Linked DNA regions of Mus musculus: region 1 is linked to region 2. The links are chromatin contacts, called in public promoter capture Hi-C maps. All regions are on one chromosome and are shown on one strand. Each heading gives the region's core, a stretch centred on a gene start, on an enhancer-like site or on the middle of the called end of the contact. The rest is flanking DNA. Distances are from core to core; before and after follow the strand shown. Region 1 holds the start of Rlf (rearranged L-myc fusion sequence). Region 2 holds the start of Cited4 (Cbp/p300-interacting transactivator, with Glu/Asp-rich carboxy-terminal domain, 4).

Evidence for each region. Promoter capture Hi-C pulls out the DNA fragments that hold promoters and counts their contacts.
Region 1: a promoter capture Hi-C map of pre-B cells shows a contact between it and region 2, with 2.9 times the contacts expected there. The contact joins the promoter of Rlf here to the promoter of Cited4 in region 2. A contact is called at or near these places in 1 of 39 promoter capture datasets (pre-B cells) and 2 of 484 Hi-C or Micro-C datasets (cortical neurons and pro-B cells).

The regions. Positions count from the first base shown.
Region 1 is chr4:121,212,463-121,216,829 of GRCm38.p6, forward strand. Rlf (rearranged L-myc fusion sequence) reads right to left here and starts at 2,622. Exons shown (of 8, transcript NM_001346660.1): 1 at 2,373-2,622. The coding sequence starts at 2,609.
Region 2 is chr4:120,664,879-120,669,570 of GRCm38.p6, forward strand. It overlaps Cited4 (Cbp/p300-interacting transactivator, with Glu/Asp-rich carboxy-terminal domain, 4), which reads left to right and starts at 1,685. Exons shown (of 1, transcript NM_019563.2): 1 at 1,685-2,942. The coding sequence starts at 1,925. The coding sequence ends at 2,473.

The DNA.
Region 1 (4,367 bases), core at 1,372-3,871, 550 kb after region 2:
TCTTATATGATAACAGCATATAAGAAATGTTATAACAGTAGGTACAATTTAAGTTTTTATAACATTTCTTCTCTTTTCTTTGAGATAAGGTCTTACTGTATAGACCTGGATGGCTTGGAACTTACCACATAGACCAAGCTGGCCTTAAACTCAGAGGCCCACTTGCCCCACCTCTGTCTCAAGAATGCTGAGATTAAAGTATGTCCCACCACACTCAGGCTAGGATGATATTTCTGAATACCTGTTGAGAACAATCTGTAACAGTGACCACTGGAGGAGCACAGTCAGCCCTTTTCTTTAATGCACTACCAGCCACCAATCTTTATGTATTATGTGCTCCCAGCTTTTCATCTTCTGATTCAGTCATACAATAAAAGATTTTGTATTCTGCCTTTCCAATGTGGAACCAATGTCAGGCACCGGTGACACATATCTAATCTCAGTTCTCTAGAGCAGAGGCAGGCGGAGGTTTAAGGTGAGCTTGGTCTAAAGAGTTAGTTCCTGGGCATCCAAGGATACACAGAGGGGGGAAAGAGGGAACCAAGAAAACTATTCAACTAGTCTAATTAATGGTCCAATTTTCCCACACTACTTCTGTACAGTATATTCTGACAATCCGATCTGACTGGCTACAGTCACCCTTTAATGTTTTGCTGGCAGATAATGTAAACTTCAAAGCTCTGTTCAAAATCCACAGTTGTTTTCCTACTTCCACTCTCCCTGCAATTACTTCCCTCCTGTCCCACAGCATTCTGTGTTCCCTCTCATCTCTACCTCTGTCACTCTTGCTCCAGGCCCTCCTAGGATTCAATTATATCCTGTAAGTCTGAGGCTCTACCCTACCCAAAGTGGCTTCTCCCAGTTCTCAACACACATTACATCCATTTTTTTTCTGTCATTCTCACTAGGCTGTCCCATGAAGTCTCCTTACACCCTCTGCGTGACATTTTTTTCTCATCACTACCAAAACTGCACTAATTAATTCTGTCATTTCTTTTTGGGGGGTGGTATGAAATGTCTATTTGAGAGAGGAATATCACACTGTAAGCCTAGCCTGGGAGTCCATTATAATGCCCAAGACGCCCTTCAACTTCCATAAGTCTTCCTGGCACCATTCTAAGGGTTGGAAAAAATCTGTGGAATACATGCCTGCCCTAAATAAGAGTGATCATTATTAGTAGACAATAATGAGAATGCTGACGATTGTGCACACAAGAACTGACATGATCTAATGTATAGAAAATATTAGCAGAGAAAAATTCCAAATAGACGAAGTTCTGGGTCAAAGAGTGGGATACAAATGAACTCAACAGAGACAACTAATTCTGCCCAGGACCAACAAAGCAGATTGCTCACTACTCCAACTACAACTTTCTAACTCCACAATCTTTTCAGCACTCAATTGCTCATTAAGAGTCCACGTACCAACATACCTCGATTATTTTCTATTCTCTAAGGTACTCCAAATGAGGAGCAAAGGGATGGCAGAAACCTGATAGTCTAAGTACCAGATGCAGAAACAATGACGGCAAGCATTTACACTTGGAAGACACTCGAAAACATAGAAAAAAAACTGCAACGTGGTCACGGAGACCAAACTTAAAATCACATCTGTCAGCATGTAGCCCCACAGATTGGGACCCGCACAGAAACGATCAATCACCCGACTGCCAAAGAGGCCATTCTCTATATCTCTCTCCCGACCTCTTCCACTCAGACTAATCTCCATTACAGAGCTACCAGGCTCCATTCCTAGTAGTACAACCAGCAGATGAATACAAAACAGGTCAAAGAATGGCATAAACATATCTTTTCACACCCGCCCACAGTGGCAAAAACAAACAAACAAACAAACACCCCACAAAAACCAATCAACCGGCTCAGTATTCCCTAATCAGAAAGCTCCAGACGCCATCCAAGACCAACCGTCGTATCTTAGGGAAGCCAAAAGATGTGACTTTAAAGATAAGTCTCTGGTCAGAGCCCACCTCTCCTGATTGTTCAGAAAAACAAGGTTTTTCAGTTTGGAGATCAGCACACCACTCAAAAAAAAAAGCATCTCCCTGCAGGAACTGGCAATCGATCCCTCAGGGGGGCAGTGGCGCTCCAACCACCCGGCCAGGACCCAGGCAACAGCGACAGGGCACAGCCCTTGCAGGGAGCTCTCTGGGCTCAGGACCGCCCAGCGCAATCCGCCCGGGCAGTGACTGAAGTCGGGTTACGGCAGAGCTGGGCCTGCCCGGCCCGGGGGCGCGGCGAGATACGGGGGTGGCGTTTTTCCCCGCGAAGCCCCCGGCTGTTGAGGCGGATCCCGAGTCTCTTCTCCCGGCCTCCCCGCCCCTCCACCCTCGGCCATCTAGTCCACCCCTCACCTGGCAGAAGCTCCGGCAGTAGCTCAAAGATGAGACCTCGGACACCTCCTGCTCCCTCAGCTCGGTCTCCAGCTGCCAGAGACACGGTCGTAGGCCCGGCGCTCCCGACGCCGGAGATGCAGGGCGATGACCCCGAGCCATGGACTCAGTCTCGACTTCGGCTCCCGCCACCGCCGGAGCCTCAGCCCCAGCCCCGGCCCCGGCGGCGGCCGTGGCGTCTCCCTTTCCGTCCGCCATCTTCCCACGGCCCAGCAGCGCGTAGGCAACCAAACCACGTGACTCCGCCTGGCCCCGCCCCCAATCGCCCGTGTTAGTGACGCACCCCCCTGGCGACGCTGGCGCCAACTTTATCCGTCACTAGGACGCCGAATGTTGGTCCTCTCAGAAGTCTCCACCGCAACCGCCCTAGCAACAGCCTAGCAACGGCGAGATTCTAGCGGCCCTGGGTTCTACAGGCCCTTCAGAGTCGAGGAGCGCAAAGGGCCTAGAGACAATGGAGATATGAGAGAGATGTCTGCGGAGCAGCGAACCGAAGAGCAAGGGAAAGGCAGCCCAGAAAGAAGCTCGGAGAAAAGCATCCCCGGTTGGAGGAAAATAAAGATTGTTAGGCCGACCTGAAAACAAACTGAAGGGAATTTGGTTTAAAATGGGAATGGCATTACTAGTCGCTGGAAAAAGGATTGGTCAAAATATATGGCGTTGAGACGATTCTACTAAAAAGGGGGGGGGGGGGACTTTTAAAAAGTTGTTTTCAAGACAAGGATTCCCTGTGTAGGACTAGCTGTCCTGTAACTCACATTGCAGATCAGGCTGGCCTCAAACTTAAAAGTTCACCTGCCTCTGCCTCCCAAGTGCTGCGACTGGAGGTGTGCAGAGACAGGCTGGATCTCTGTGGGTTAGAAGCCAGACTGGTATATAGAGCGAGTTCCAGGACAGCCAAGGCAAAGCCACTGTAATCCAGCACTTGAGAGACTGAGACAGGAGGATCATGAGTTCCAGGTATTAGTGGGAGGGGACAAGAAAGAAATGCAAAGAAGAACAGAGAAGAAAAGGGAGAATGGCAAAATGGTGTGGCTGGAGCCCAGTAGATGAAGTGGTGAAAACAAGAAAAAAATATGTATATATGTGTGTGTGTATATGTATATGTGTGTGTGTGTGTGTGTATATACACATACATTATATATATATATATATATGTATATATATATATATACATATATATATATATATATATATAAAATCCAGAACATAAGATGTTTGGTCTAGTATACAAATGAGGGATACCCTCACTTCAACTGGAGGAACTCTATAAACAATGGGTCTAGATGAAGGTAAATGTATAATTTGATAATGGGAGATTTGAGAGTTATGACCTAAATGTTGCTTTCCCCTCCATGAAATATGAGCCATTGTGCTGATTGGTCAGTTGTTTGTGACTTTAATACAAAACCAGAGTCACTTGGGAGGAGGGAACCTCAACTGAGAGGTGCCTCCATCCCACTGATCCCTGTAGGCATGTCCATGACATGTTTTGTTTGTTGACTGACGTGGGATGGCCCAGCCCACTGTGGGTGGTATTACCCCTGGGCAGATGGTACTGGGAGGGATAAGCAAGGGACAGCATCTGAGCATAGAAGCAAATCAGTGAGAAGCGTTTTCCCCACAGTTCCTGCCTCTGCTCCTGCTTGAGTTACTGCTATGGCATCTGTACTGGCTAATTTTGTGTCAACTTGACACAGGCTGGAGCTATCACAGAGAAAGGAGCTTCAGTTGGGGAAATGCTTCCATGAGACCCAGCTGCAAAGCATTTTCTCAATTAGTGATCAAGGGGGGAGGTCCCCTTATGGGTGGTGCCATCTCTGGGCTGGTAGTCTTGGTTCTATAAGAGAACAGGCTGAGTAAGCCAGGGGAAGCAAGCCAGTAAGTAACATCCCTCCATGGCCTCTGCATCTGCATCTGCATCTGCATCTGCATCTGCATCTGCTCCTGCTCCTG
Region 2 (4,692 bases), core at 435-2,934:
AGACCAGCTATGTCAGGGTGATTTTTTTTAAAAACATAGTCTTATGATTCCAAACCACCCACAGTCTAAGCACTAGGAAGGCTGAACGACAATAATATCAGCTTCAAGACCAGCCTGGGTTACACAGCAAGGCTCTGCCTAAAACAAACAAACAAACAAACAAACAAACATCTCAGTGTTAACCTTCTGAGTCAGAAGGTTAGGGTTCCCCCTAACAGTCAGGTTTAAGAATTTCTGTGTGGAGCCCTATCTGGAGAAAAAGAGATAGCCCAAGGCTTTCATTATACTAGACTAGGACCACCAACTTCCTTTCACAGCAGAAAGCAGAGGCCCTATGGAATCAAGTGATGCCCCCCCAGCCCCCACCCAACGCCCCTGCAGGTGGCAGAGCTATGATTAGAACTTGGGCCTCTGAACTCGGCTGCTAAACTTCTCCCCTCTACACCAGCTAGATAAACCAAAGTTCCAGGAAGGCCAGAGGCTGCTGCAGGGGGGAGGGGAGCCTGAGGAGGGGAAAGCCAACATGTGTAAGTCAGGCTCCAGGAAACCGTCCCCGGCATGCCTGTGGCTCAAAGAGCTTGTTGCATATAGGAATGACTATTTGCATACAGCCTCTGCACAGCCTCATTTTCCTTTGGTGCCTTAGTCTTCTTATCTGCAAAATAGGGCTAAAAATTCATACCCTACCCCAGAAAGGCACTTGTAGAATGTAGAGCACTCTAAAGCTCCAAGTTAGGATTATTGTGATTCAAAGAAGCTTTGGAAATCCCCCATTGGGTGATCATTAGAGCCAGCCTTATAGCCAACCTTTCACTAGATTAAAGAACATTTAATACATATGTATGTGCCAGGCACTATGGAGGGCTCTATACACACACACACACACACACACACACACACACACACACACACAGAGCCTCAGCTAACTTTCACCATAGGCGCTTGTGGTCTCTGCTACTCTGGCCAGCATCCTACGGAGGAGAAAGCCGCAGTTTGGTGAATGAGCTGCAATTCACGCCATCATTTGCTCATTCATTCCACTTTTACAGAAAGCCAGCTCTGAACCAGGCTGCGGGCCAAATGCTGAGGGTAAGAAGATGAACAAGTCCTTCAGGAGACATGCCCATAAATTACTTTAATAACAACTCAGGACAAGCTTCAACAGACAGCACAGTGTGAACCAGAGAGAAGGAGCAATTGGCTCCCTGGGGATTGTAGGAACAGAGAGCTGACCTCTTCAAAGGACATTGCACTTCGCTGAAGTGCAATACAAAGTTCCGGGTTTGAATCTTAAAGGCTTTATTTACTGTGTGTTTCCAGGAAATCTCTCCTGCCTCTGAGGCTCAGTCCGAAAAAATAGTAAATTGAGTGACGCCAAGATCCTGAAACTACAGGAACTGGCCCTCTCACCTCATCTGGCAAATTCAAGCTACTCCCATACCCCCTCTTAACCAGTACCTCGAAGGCCTGACCAAGCCCCAGAAAAATGTCAACCACCCAGCCCTACCAAAGTGCCTGCATCCTGGGACGCCCTTGCAGGCCCAAAGGGCGGAGCTCTGGTAGGGGGCGGGACCAATACCTTCTTGGACAGGTTCACGACCCGCCCAGAAGGGATTCATCCAGCCAATGACAGAGAGTGGGCGTGGCGTTCCCGCCTCTTGGTATAAAAAATCTCCGGACTTCAAGGCACTGCGCGAAAGCCTGGGAACCCTTGGGCTGTCTGTTTCTTTTGCGGCCTGCAACTACTGCTGTGGGCAGCGCAGAAGAGAGGAGATCCGGGAGACCCGGGTGAGACAGTGAACGAATCCGATTTATTCTTCCTCTGCCTGGTTGAGTTGCAGGGACTGCACAGTGCCCGGGTCTCCCGCCCAAGAGGAGCCGCTGGCCGAGACCCGGGGCGTGCCCTGACTGTCCGCCAGCTGCTATGGCCGACCACCTGATGCTCGCCGAGGGCTACTGCCTGCTACAGGTGCCGCCGCACACCCACGGCCCGCACGCTCCCCGGACTCTGCAGCCATACGCAGGCCCGGGCATGGACAGCGGTCTGCGGCCGCGGGGGGCTCCGCTGGGACCGCCGCCGCCACCCGGGACCCTGGCATACGGCTCCTTCGGGTCGCCGGTCTCTTTCCAGCCCTTCCCCGTCTCGCAGTCGCCGGGCGCCGGTAGCACGCACCTGCAGTCTGCAGCCACACCGTCCCCGGGCCGCATCCCGGCGCCCCCGGCAGCCGCTGGAGGGCCCTCACCTCTGCAGCCGGCGCCCGGAGCCGCAGCCTCGTTGCCGCCGCCGCCGCCGCCACCCGCCCTGGGCTGCATGGACACCGAGCTCATCGACGAAGAGGCGCTGACGTCGCTGGAACTCGAGCTCGGGTTGCACCGCGTACGCGAGCTGCCGGAGCTCTTCCTCGGCCAGAGCGAGTTCGATTGCTTCTCAGACCTGGGGTCAGCGCCGGCCGCCGGCTCGGTGAGCTGTTGAGAGCCACCACCCAGAGACACGGGACCTTGCGCCCGGTGGCCCGGCTCCCACACACCCTCCGTGAGGGTGGAGGCGCCTGGTTTTCGTGCCGAGACGGCTCCAGCCGAGAACACCTGCCTTGCCTCCAGGCTCTGCCTCCTGCCAGATGACAGTTGGGTCTCGCTTCTCATACCCAAGCCTCAGCGGTCTAATGGAGGGAACTGAACCAGCCTTCGGATTCCACGTTCTTGGATTCTGTGCCCTCTTTCCGCCGCCTTGCCCCAATCTGAGCCATTACAGGCCTCTGCCTGACCTTCCTTCTCGAGCAGCCTACTAACCGGATTGGGTCTAGGGAGCCATCTCTCCGTACCCCCTACCTTCCCTGGGCCCCTGGCCCGGGGGAGGGAAGGATTTTACACCTAACCCCTGCAGAGTGGAGCCATGCTCCCGCTGGCCTCTAAAACCAAAATAAAACTGGGTTGCTTTACAATTTTGAGTTTCCATTTCCTTTTCATCCCCACCCTCAAGTACCTGTAACTTGCAAAAAGTCTGAGGCTGTTAGAGTCCCAAAGTGAAACTGAGGCTCGCAACCTCAACAGCCCAAAGGACAAGAGACCTGATAGTTTCTTTTGAAAATGTCTTGAGAGTTGTGCAATTGTCATGACATAACCTGAGGGGTCCAGGCTGCTGCCTGGCCAGTTAACAGCTTAATCCGTTTGATTTCCTAGCCACTAGGACTCCAGGAACTGGGGGGGGGGGGTCCCCTGAAGATCCAGGCAGCCCTAGCTTTGAACAGAGACTATCTCACTTGCCCACGACACTGCCCTTTTGGTTTCTTTGGAAGGATATGGTTGTGATACTTTTATAGCGGTGTGTGTGTGTGTGTGTGTGTGTGTGTGTGTGTTGATAGAGACTGAACCATACATACTTCACACATACTTCATACTTCATCCATGTAATGACTATAGCACACTGTCAGACTCTTAGTCACCTCCGGAAACTATAGAGATGTTTGTTCTGAGCGTTGGTGCATAAGGAATCATAGGGACAGACCTGGAAACAGACTGTTCTTGGAACATGGAAGGGACTTGTCCAGAAAACAGGTGGAATAGGTTCAGCTAGTTGGGGTGGAGGTCATTTCAGCTTCAGGGAGGTACATTTGATGGGATCAACAATATGGAATGACAACTGTCTTGAGGAACAGGACAGGCCTTGACTAAAGGGAGGGCCGTATACCAGTTCGTGGACTCTGGGAAAGGACAAGGAGCATCTGGAACAGACTGGGAAGATCTAATGGTTTCATGGCAACTTTATGTGACCAGCTCAGTCCTCATTCCACAGACAAGGGGTGTGGCGCCAGCCCAAGCCTGGCAAGATTTGACCTTCAAGTCCAGATCTCTAGTGCACCCTCTGCTGTCAACTCTGGAAAGATCCCCTACTGTGTGGGAGAAAGGCTGGAAGACAGGCTGAAGGCCAGGAGAAAGAGACCTAGTCAGACAGGCTTCCATAATGCCAGGGACAGGCAGCGGTGCATTCTCTAGGAGACAGTAAATTCCAGAGACTAGAGAGCAAGGTCATTGCACTGAGCCCTTTGTCTCCACATCATTGGCCTTTGCTCTAGTGACCAGTGCTCCTGCATGTGACCCCAGCAGCTGTGAGTTATCCCAGGGTATACTGTGAGGGCACCAGCTCTAACACCTGCAACATGGGCGAGAGTGGGTGATAGGAAGTGTTCTGTAGATGAATGAAGCTCTACTCTTAGATCCCAGGGCCTTCTGGGACAGATGGAAAGAGTCCTCTGGACAGACCTTTGAGCTAAGAGTGCTCTGTGTTTGCTCCAGCATTGCCCAGGCTCGCCGGACCAGAATTCAATTGGAAAGGTTTGGCCCTGGGCTAGACACTACCTTGACTGCCTTTTCTGCGGGCCTTGGTTTCTCCACCAATAAAAAGAGGCTAAAGTTTTTGCTCTGTTACTTTACAAGGCAATTACCCTCTCTGTAAGTGAGGAAGCAGCTCAGGATGAATTAATAAGTGGGTAGTTTAACTACCAAGTAGGAGGGAATGCAAGACCACCGCACCAAGCCATGCGTGGTGACCCACACCTGTAATCTGACATTGAGGAAGCTGAGTTCGAAGTCAGCCTGCACTGCAGAGTGAGTTCTAGACTAACCTATAAGATTAGTAACCTGGACCCCTTAGTAAGATTCCTGTCTCAAAAGAGAAAAAAGTGGGGGAGAGGG